Regions from separate parts of the Danio rerio genome. Here region 1 is linked to region 2. A link is a contact called in public Micro-C data. All regions are on one chromosome and are shown on one strand. Each heading gives the region's core, a stretch centred on a gene start, on an enhancer-like site or on the middle of the called end of the contact. The rest is flanking DNA. Distances are from core to core; before and after follow the strand shown. Region 1 overlaps sh3glb2b (SH3-domain GRB2-like endophilin B2b). Region 2 holds the start of si:dkey-220k22.1.

The links. Hi-C and Micro-C count contacts between places; a contact is called where the count stands out from the background.
Region 1: a Micro-C map of caudal fin shows a contact between it and region 2, with 2.4 times the contacts expected there. The contact joins the enhancer-like site here to the promoter of si:dkey-220k22.1 in region 2. A contact is called at or near these places in 2 of 18 Hi-C or Micro-C datasets (caudal fin and an unstated tissue).

What each region holds. Positions count from the first base shown.
Region 1 is chr5:32,274,889-32,277,588 of GRCz12tu, forward strand. It overlaps sh3glb2b (SH3-domain GRB2-like endophilin B2b), which reads right to left. Exons shown (of 10, transcript NM_201119.1): 6 at 1,313-1,402; 7 at 377-477; 8 at 111-125. Among named protein-coding and RNA genes, the nearest start is that of sh3glb2b, 31 kb to the right of the region's middle. Within about 2 kb of position 1,408, at least 5 of the 62 cell types and tissues checked have an H3K27ac peak or open chromatin away from gene starts, as enhancers often do. A contact at or near this core is called in caudal fin, where this site is marked.
Region 2 is chr5:32,095,789-32,098,488 of GRCz12tu, forward strand. It overlaps si:dkey-220k22.1, which reads left to right and starts at 1,329. Exons shown (of 6, transcript XR_012406912.1): 1 at 1,329-1,974.

The DNA of each region.
Region 1 (2,700 bases), core at 158-2,657, 180 kb after region 2:
ACAGGACATGAAAGTCAAAAGCCTTTACATCCCTCAGTCACATGAACAAAATTGCTTAAACACTGTCTGTAAACTCTTCCCTTTTTCAGATGATGGTAAAAGTTACTCACGTATCTCCGTTTGCACTGAGAAAAGAAAAAGCAGAAAACAAAGCTGATATGAAGAAGTTGATATGAAAAAGCTTTTTACTAGAAACACAGCAGTCATTAGGTGCTCATTATTACTCATAAATGTTTTGTAACATCTCCTACATAACAAAGTGTGTCCAGAGAACATGATGAATATGAGGCACATGACACTCAAAAGCAAGGTTTCAAATTGGTGCTAACTCCACTTCTAAATCACTAATGTAAAAATCCCTAAGTGAAGTTCTTACCTGCTCAGTTCTTTCTGAAGGTCCTGCATGTGCCTGTGACACTGAGCGTAATAAGCAGCCTGAGCCTCCACAAACTCATGCAGACAGCGCAGGTGGTTTACCTGCAATGGAAAGTCAATTTAAAGGGAGCAAAATAGAGAACTCATTTTGTTTAAATAGAAATAAATAATTACCAATGTTTAAAAGACTGGGACTGGTATGATATTTTATATTAATTTGCTAAAAAGAAAATAACAATAATACTAAAAAGAAAAGAAAAATGAGACCCACATAACATGCAAAAAAATAAAATAAAATGAAATTTAAAAAAATAACACGTTTTTACAATTTATTAACTGTTTCCCTTATTTTAAATATATATTAAATATATTATTTTATTAAATTATTTTAGGTTAAAATGGCAAATATTTAACTAAACTAAGGGAAGTTGTTGGGCCAAATTCTTAATTTTTTTGATCACACAGGAGGCAAGACTACAGGAAGGTTATAAAAGCACCAAAAACTGATATTAAAAATGTATTTCAGTCAGAATTTTACTATAGGTCAACAAATATATTTTGGCAAAATTTTCCCTCCATATCATAGGTCTCAAACTCAATTCCTGAAGGGCTGCAGCTCTGCAAAGTTTTGCTCCAAGCCTATTCTAAGACAGCTAATTCAACTAATCGAGGTGTTTCAGAATAGCTTTGAACACCTTGATTATTTGGATTAGCCGTGTTTGATTAGGGCTGAGGCAAAACTATGCATAGCTGTGGCCCTCTAGGAATTGAGTTTGAGTCCTATGCTATATATAGAGGTGATATAGCTACTAGTATATATTGTCAGTTTTGTTGTGCTTGCATGTGTGGAAAAGTTTAAAGCATGTGTTTTACAACACTAATTGTGCGCCCCAAACCCCTTTATGTCCAGAACGGTCTGTGGTGCAGAAAGACTCACATGTGTGCTGCTGATGCCCTCCAGCAGGAGGCGAGTCACTTCTGCCTGTCTGTCAAACTCCGTCTGAGCCACACGCAACTCATGCTCTGCCTGGGCGCACACAAACACCCACACACATTATCCACATAGCTCAAATAGTATTTGTTTATAGTCATCTTGGATTGGTCTGTCTTCTTCAGTCAACATAAACATTCTTCCTAAAGTAATAAAGCACCTCCTTTTATAATCTTGTTATGAATAAAACCACAAAAGATATCTTTTTTGATAGGGACAGTGAGAGAAGACAGGAGGCCATGGGGAAGCAGACTGAGAGAGCAACACAGGCCAGACTCCTTAACCACAACCCACATCGGTCACAAGACTCATGTGGATCAACATATGCGCAAACGTTTCGCCAATTCATTAAACACCATTTACAACTGTTAGTGGTTTTAGACATGAAACATGCACAGTGAAAAGTATTCAAGTATGCATTGTCAAAAACACAAAAACGAGAACTTATTACAGTAAATGAGTTTTGGTCATTAGATTGACTGCTGTTTGAGATAATAGATAAAGTTCAGGCAAATAACGTAATCATTATATTTTATTTAAAAAAAAGGCAATGTTGTTCATTCATTTTTGAAAACCCTTTTATAATAAATTCGTTCTAACACCAAAGAAATGGCAGAATTTTGAAACTGCTGTCACAAAAACTTCTTTCGGTAAAGGTAAAAGGGCAATGACGACTACAAATGAATCAATTCATAACACATCCATTTTTATAATTTTTACAGAAATTCCTTTATAGCTACTGTTTTATTTTCATATGTGACCCTACATATGAAACTACATATGAACCACAGTCTAAAGTTATGGGTAAATACACTCACCGTCCACTTTATTAGGTAAATCTTACTAGTACCAGGTTGTACCCCCTTTTTGACCCTGAACCACATTCTGAAGTCATGGGTATGTACACTCACCGGCCACTTTATTAGGTACATCTTAATAGTTCCAGGTTGTACCCCCTTTCGCCTTCACTACTGCCTTAATCCTTCATGGCATAGATTCAACAAGGTACTGGAAATATTCCTCACAGATTTTGTTCCATATTGACATGATAGCATCATGTAGTTTCTGTAGATTTGTCGGCTGCACATCCATGATGTGAATCTCTCGTTCCACCACATCCCAAAGGTGCTCTTTTGGATTGAGTTCAGGTGACAGTGGAGGCCATCGAGTACAGTGAACTCATTGTCATGTTCAAGAAACCAGTCTGAGATGATTTGTGCTTTATGACATGGTGCATTATGTCATAAAGAGGTGAACATGGTCAGCAACGTTTTCCCCAATCTTCTGTTGTCCAAATTTGATGAGTTTGTGTGAACAAAAGCCTCAGTTTCCTG
Region 2 (2,700 bases), core at 79-2,578:
TTTTAAAATATTTCTAAATGCTTTGTAAAAATATTTTTTCTTTGAGATCAGCACAGCAATAAACCTGCTCTTTATGGTTCGTCACCGCTAGAGCTCGCTATTACTCCAAACACCACGTGTTTTTATCCTGCACTTCAGGCCAGTTGCCACTCTTGGCCCAGAGGTGCTTCACTGTTAAATTAGCCCATTCATTAAAGTAAGCCATTAACAATACTTTACCATTGCCAAAGTATTTCTTCATACTGTGGTGATTACCTCAGCTAAAGAAATCTGTGATTTCATACACGTAGAATAAAACCTGCATCTTATTTCTTTAACTGCCTGCTCTACCAAATGATTGACCATGTTTTGACTGCTCTAAATAATGACTGTTAAAGTAATTTAAAGAATGACTTTTTAAATAATGGTTTTCACGCATTGTTGTTTTACAAAAACTAAAATAAAGCAAACATAATCCTGTGGCACTACTACACATGATTTTAATAATAATAATAATAATAATAATTCCTTACATTAATATAGCGCTTTAGACACTCAATGCGCTTTACGCAACTGGGGTAATCTTGTTTATTTTGGTTTTATTAAGGTAAAAAAAACAAGATAGCATGTTTAATGAAAATCTGAAATATTTTATTGCATACTTCATAAAAATAAAGGTGATTTAGTGTTCAAAAATGTTTTATTCTGAATATATTTTTAAATAAATGTTCTTATTTTCAGATTTTTCATAAGTCCGGTACTTTTACCATAAACTGACATATCAACCACTTGGTACAGGTTGATATTTTAGAAATTATGGCATGTGTTGAAAGAAGATGCATTAAATGTTTTAACTAGCGACATAAGGAGTTAAGAAATGCAATCCATGCAATGTTGGTGGGTCAATTAAATGGTAAAATAGTATTTTACTAGTATTTTCTATTTTAATTTATTAGGGGTTAATTGTGCATTTGATTTTCTGTGTGCCATGGCTAAATTGTATGAAACCGTATACTTTACATTCAACAATACGATAGACTTGTTAGAGCTACATTACATACATTTATTTGCTCCAGTTTCCGGCAGCTTTCTTTGAGATTGTTCATCCTCGGTGCTGGCCTCCCTTATCTCTGTAGTATCGCGCAGACCCATTTAATGCTGTTTTAGCGCTTTTCTTCTTTCTTTTGTCACTTGCTCATTGAGTTGTCAGTTGTGAGACTCCTCCTCTGGCGTGTATGATTGGTTCAGTTTGATGTCACTCTTCATGAAGCCCGGGCTCTGATTGGACGGGGGCGTGACTGTAGTAGGCGGGGTTTACAGCTGTCAGTCCCGTTGGAGTGAAGCCGTGCAGTTCACCGCGCGAGTGGACAAGTGGAAACAATTGGCTTCAAACACGCATTCGGTAGTGGGAAAAACATCTGTCTAGTACTAAAGGATACAACTGAAACGCTTCACATGGGGAGTTAAAGAGCAAGATGACGTGTATGCGTTACACTATGTTACTGTTCTCAGTTTGGGAGTTACTGTTGTTTGGATACACAGCTGGTTTGTCCGCGAGCGATGAGAGGAGACTCCCGCGTGCCGTGCTGGATGAGACGCTGGAGGCGACCACCATCCCAAACCACTTACAGGAGGACGACAGGGACTCCAGGTTTTCACCTTTTACCCCTGCAATGACCATTTCGAACAGGGACTTCAGGACTACTAGAAACACTAACCAAGTACAGTCTGACTGGCTGACCACCACCACCACAACCACCACCACCCCCATAACCACGGCTGAGCTAATGACCAAAACAATGAACCCGACCTCCGAAGGCAGTAAAGTCAAAGAAAACTCCACATTATCCACAACACTCAACACTACAGCAAAGCCCACTTCTTCCTCACCAATAAATGACACAAAAAACACAACACCACCTGCACTGGATACTTCAAACAGTACACGGACAGTGAAAAGCACCTCAAATCCTCCTGTTGTGACCACTGAGAAAGGTATGCTCATTTCACATTCTCTTCAATGTTATGAGGTGGGGATGAGCCTGCAAGTTAAAATGCATGTTTTCCAAATTGTTCATTCCAATTGGACAGCCTAAAAGGAGGCTGTTTAGTGTGTGTGTCCTTGAATTTCTTTCCCAGCCTCTGCAAAACAAATTTTCTGGGGTTGTAAGAGGTTTGCACCTGCACAAGCATTTCTCATGCACTTTATTCATCATTTTACCTTCATAACAACATGCAGACTTTCACGCTGTTTCTGCGTCTTCATAGGTCACAGGGTGCAGTGGAGTGAAAACATATACATAATAGTGCACTTCCTCCAGAAAATCAGTTTTAAAACAAACTAGAACTGTCTTTGTTCTGAGACACTCCTTTGTCTCACTTCTCTTTGTAGGTCTTGTGATAGTGCTGGTAATTCAGCCATTTTATTATCTAATCCTTCTCACAAACCTCGTTGAATGTGAATCTGCTGTGAATCTAAAGGACATTTGAGATCAGGCCATTTGCGCAGAGACAACCTTCTTAATTGCTTTAATGTGATTAATTACCATCTGGCTGCCAAAAGAGGAAAACAATCATAAATCTTAAACCCCTTACTCGTTTATCTCGAGTTACGTGATGCCAAGGCGGCTTGGCAAATAAGAATGATTAATTTTCTTTAAGGTTAGATCTAGTGTAGTATCAGTTACCTTTATGTCTACTTTATCTTTGTAATAGAGTGGC